Linked DNA regions of Astyanax mexicanus: region 2 is linked to region 1. Evidence: chromatin contacts called from public Hi-C data. All regions are on one chromosome and are shown on one strand. The core of a region is the stretch at or near the end of the contact, and the rest is flanking DNA. Distances in the headings are between cores, read along the strand shown.

What was found. A called contact is a pair of places that touch in the nucleus more often than the background predicts.
Region 2: a contact with region 1 is called in a Hi-C map of muscle, with 17 times the contacts expected there. The contact joins the promoter of camk2n1a here to the promoter of ece2a in region 1. A contact is called at or near these places in 2 of 3 Hi-C or Micro-C datasets (both in muscle).

What each region holds. Positions count from the first base shown.
Region 1 is chr4:30,404,943-30,407,652 of AstMex3_surface, reverse strand. ece2a (endothelin converting enzyme 2a) reads right to left here and starts at 1,328. Exons shown (of 3, transcript XM_022673148.2): 1 at 937-1,328. The coding sequence starts at 1,105.
Region 2 is chr4:30,558,669-30,561,378 of AstMex3_surface, reverse strand. camk2n1a (calcium/calmodulin-dependent protein kinase II inhibitor 1a) reads left to right here and starts at 1,346. Exons shown (of 2, transcript XM_007231617.4): 1 at 1,346-1,954. The coding sequence starts at 1,786.

The DNA.
Region 1 (2,710 bases), core at 79-2,578:
CAGTTAACTGTGGAGATTCAAAAGTGGCAACAATAAACGGGGAACTTCACCACTCACTGGCTAAGGGCTTTTAAATATAATGAGAAAACACTAAATTTATGGTTTGTTTAAACTTTTAGTTATATGATTTAGGCTACGTTCACATTACAAACCACACTGCTCAAATCTGATTTTTTTTTTGCTCAGATCGGATTTGACTATCTTGATGGTTCACATTCACAAATGTAAGTGACCTGTATCTGTGTGAGATGACTCATAGCTTTATAAAGGGAAATGGATGCATTAGCAGCTCATATGTGGAGCATCTTTTGCTGGAGTGGAGAGTAAACAGCTGGTCTGAAGTTCATGCTCAGGTTGAGGAGGTTAAAAAAAAGGCCAGGTGGTTTGCTTTTGCTGTTTTTGCAACTATAGCTGCACAGCTGCACCAAGAGATGCGTGTGCACTAGAAAAAGAAAAAAAAAAGCCTGAATTTGACCTTTCACATTCATGTCGCATGTCCATGGATCGGATACATATCCGATTTAAGAACACATATGAAAGTGACTCAAATATGATTTGAAAAAAAACAGATTTGGCATGTTCACACAGTCATGAAAAAATCAGATCTGAGCCACAATGACCAAAAAGTCAGATTTAGCACATTCACACTGCCACGAAAAAAAATCATATCTGGGCTACAATGAGCCAAAAACTAATTTGGCATGTGCAGTGTTATTAATATACTGATACACAGTGCTGTAGCGCCCCCTGTTGTTCCCACTCTATATATGCAGACATTACAAACACGCCACCTTGTTTAGTTTGTAGAGTTACAGAATAAAACACTAAACACACATCAGTGTCTCTCAGCCTATTAAAGCCCAGTATATACTGGATTAGACCAGTAAACAGTGATGTCAGTCAGACCGTCAGTAATGAATAATGTTAAAAACTCACCCAGCATCAGAATGGAGTCATATCTCCCCACATGCTGAACCAGGAGGTGCTGAAATCTGGAGAAATCCCCGAACCACTCGAAGCTCTCCTCAGTCTGATACCTGGTGTTCCAGTACTGCATATCTTTATACTCAGCGTTAGAGTGCGGTAAATACTCCATATCTATCATTAACAGAGACACTCTGTAGCTATAGCCTGTTAGCTGTGCGAGTTAATAGAGAATATTAATTTAAACACAGTGTGAGAGAGGCTGTGTTCTCTGATGGGCTGTGTCTATACAGCCACGTGCTCAGGGTTTTATACTGTTTGTAATATTAATAATAATTCACTGTAAACTCCACAAGCTGACCCAGACACACACACACTGATCCCAACAAACTCACGTGTGTGCGCCTCAGCTGAACATGACAATTTCAAATTAAGAGTCCTCGACGCTGCATGTAGTAAAATCGTCGGTTTAAAACTAATTTTTAATTAAATAAAAATTATGTATCGCAATTTTACTTTTATCAATAAACCTCCACCACTCCACATACCCTCACTCTACACCAATACCCTTGTAAAGCTGCATTTAAGGTAAATTAGAAACAGCAATAATTAATCCTTTAAAAAAATAGAAAAAATAAATAGCAATATAAATTTTCCAGATCATGATGCTTGCAAGCAGCAGAAAATAAATAATCATAACAAATAATTATTAATTATTGTTATTATTATTATTATTAATAATAATAATAATAAATAAATAAAATGCAACCTTATGTAATCATAAAATGTATTTGTAAACAGAAAACATATCTTCATTAATATGTAAATGTAATATATACTACTTAGCAATTTATTTTTATTTTTTCCCTTTTTTATTATTGTTTCCTTTATTTAAAGTTTTAGAAAAGTATGTATATACATTTTATATATATTATGTAACAGGATGCATAACTTCTAAAAAGTTTGTTGGTAAATATGAGATGGATCTTTGTGTTCTTTTTGGTCAGCAATGTTTTTTGCATTGGATTTTTTCCATTTTTGACCAGTCTATTTCTTATTATTTATTCATTAACACTGACCATAAGACCTTAAGACTCGTTGCCAGTTATTGGTTATGTTTGATTGCAGTTGTGCTGCCAATGGTGGCACAACCAATTTATTAGATTTATGGGGTGAACACTTTTTCACACAGGCTAATTGGTTTGGGTAGTTTTTCCCTTTATTGTGTTAAATTATCCTTTAAGTTTTTATATTTACTCAGGTTTTCTTTGTCTGATACTGTATTTACTCAAAAAGGAATATCTTGGCTAATATTTTCTGTTTTTATTTTGTGTTTTTAGCCTTTTACCTCCGTTCACCTCCATTCATTAAGGACTCACTCACAGGCTTCCTCTAGTGGTGTGCTGTCCTTACTGTACTGTACTGATATAACACTTTGCACTCTGTTTGGTGTTTAGTTTACTTTGAATTAAATAAAAAATGTAAAAATACTGTTTTTTATACAAACAATACTGTGAAACACACTCAGCTGTGCTTTGTGTGGGGAGAGTCAAATAAACTAATTCTTCAGTATAGAAATAAAGAAGTGTTGGATTAGTGAGGAATGAATTGGGTCAGTTAGCCCTCCTCACACTAAGAATGATCTCTCATAATGGTTTTGATAAGGCCATCAGATTGATTGGTCATTGACAGTAACTGGAAAGGCCATTTACACATCCAGTGTTGCTCTGGATTATATGATGGGTCTCCCTCAAGTGTCATTCAAATGGAGGTATGTAAAATTGTA
Region 2 (2,710 bases), core at 97-2,596, 150 kb before region 1:
TCTCTGTTGTTTTGTGATCCCCTGGATGAGTTGTCTTTGCCCTTTTGGAGTAAATTCAAAAGGAAGTATCTTTGTCTGATATTAAAGTTTTACAGCACTGTAGGTCAGCTAAACTATCATACTTAAGCAAAAACCTACCCTGTACTGGTTAAAATCTCAACTGGTCAACCTACTTAACCAGTAATTTGCCTGACCAGCTCGAGCTGAGCTTTTCATCAGGGTTTCTGTTACTGGTACCGTCGTTTCCAGCATTTTCCACCACCACCTGATGGGGTCAGCCTTGTCTCTTTCTTTCTCTCTCTCTGTTTCTTTTTTCCTCTTTCCTCTGTATCTTTGAGTGATATTAAAATTTGACGGCACTATAGGTCAGCTAAACCATCACACTTCTCACATCTCAACTGACTAGCTTGAGCTGAGCTTTTCAGCAGGGTTTCTGTTACAGTTACAGTCCTTTTCAGCATCATTCCCACCACCACCTGCTGGAGGTCAATCTTCTCTCTCTCTCCTTTGTTTGGTGGCAAATGTGAGATTGTCCTTTGTGTTCTTTTTGGTCAGCAGTGGTTTTTACCTTGAAACCCCTTATTGATACATTTTCTTGGTTCTGGGTGCTTTTGTGACCTCCTGGATGCGTTGTCCATGCCCTTTTGGAGTAATTCTGGTATATTTGTCTGATATTAAAGTTTCACACCACTGTAGGTCAGCTAAACCATCAAACTTGAACAAAAACATACCCTGTACTGGTCAAAATCTCATGTTTTAGTGGGATTGCTGTAACAGTTACAGTCCTTTTCAGCATCATTTCCCACCACCACCTGCTGGGGTCAGTCTTGCCTCTTTCTTTCTATTTGTCTTTCTTTCTTTCTTTCTTTGTCTCTCTCTCTCCTCTTTGTTTGGTGGCAAATGTGAGCTAGTCCTTTGTGTTGTTTTTGGTCAGCAGTGTTTTTTTGACCTTCTATCCCTCCCATTGATAACATTTTTCTGGGATCTGGGTTGTTTTGTGACCTCCTGGATGAGTTGTCTATGCCCTTTTGGAGTAATTTTGGTATATGTGTCTAATATTAAAGTTTCACAGCACTATAGGTCAGCTAAATCATTAAACTTCAAAAAACAAAGCCTGTATTGGTCAAAATCTCAACTGACCAGCTTGAGCTGAGCTTTTCCGCGGGGTTTCTGTTACAGTTACAGGCATCATTTCCCACCACCACCTGCTGGGGTCAGTCTTGTCTCTATCTTTCTGTATCTCTGTCTCTCTCTCTGTCTCTCTCTCTCTCTCTCTCTCTCTCTCTCTCTCTCTCTCTCTCTCTCTCTCTCTCTCTCTCTCTCGCTGTTCTCTCTCTCTCTGAAACACACACTTCCACTTCAGACCCGGATGGATGACTTCACCGCTCCGCCTGGGTTCCCTTTATGATCGCGGGATCTCCCACATCCCACGGCAGACACACACGCGCACACACACACCGGCAGCAGCAGCGCGCGCACAGTCCTCTACTCTCCTCTGCTCTGCTCGCGCCGCGGATCCTGTTCCTCTCCAGACTGACAGCAGACAACAACCCAGCAGCAGCACGAGCTCCACTACCACCACCAGAAGCAGCAGCGCGAGCTCAAACACCAGCAGCGGGGCTCTACCAGACTCTCTAGAACCCTCTTTCACGCGCTTTTACGCACAGGCTCTTTCTCTCGCGCGCGCTCAGACCGGAGGATACGGTGCGCGCGTGTAACCGTCACTGTCAGCAACAGCAGCAGCAGTACCAGCCGCTCGCGAGTCCGCGCGCCATCATCATTATCATGTCCGAGGTGCTGCCGTACAGCGAGGGGAAGATGAGCGGCTACGGGCCGGACAATGACGTCAGCCAGATGTCCTTCAGCTGCGGGCTGCAGGACACGAGCGCGTTCTTCGGCGCGGGACAGGCCAAGAGACCCCCCAAACTCGGACAGATAGGAAGAGCCAAGAGAGGTGAGCGCGCGCCGCGGGCAGAAACACACACACACACACACACACACACACACATACACACACTTATAAACACACACAAACATACATAGATACATAGATACATAAACACACTTATGTTGCATGAGTGATGATGACATAATATAATCTATGTATATTTAATACTTAATATATTATATTTTCCTACTGACCCTTATACTCTTTCTTACACATATACATATATATATATATATATATATGTATATATTTGCAGAAATATAAATCGAGCTCAATGTATAGATATATAGATATTACTTATTATATATATATATATATATATATATATATATATATATATATATATATATATATATGTATTAGCACTTAACACTTAACATAATAAAACTATGAAATTTATCTGCTGCACCATTTAAGGTGGAACTGACTATTTCAAATTAGGAAGCCACATTATTATGCAATTATTATGCAAGAAGGAACATTTGCGTTTGCAACATTTAAGAATATATACTATATGCTGGAGAATATATATATATCTTTCATTTTGAAAGTCAGTGTGAAAATATTTGATTTGAGACCTGGTCCGTTTAACATGAGATTGACATCATGACATAATGGCAATAATGTGAAGGACAGCTGTTATGTTTATAAAGATTCATAAAGATATAGCACTCACTGTGGAATCACCAGAAATGATGATGAGATACATACATGTATATATGTTTCTGCATATACAATATATATATATATATATATATATAT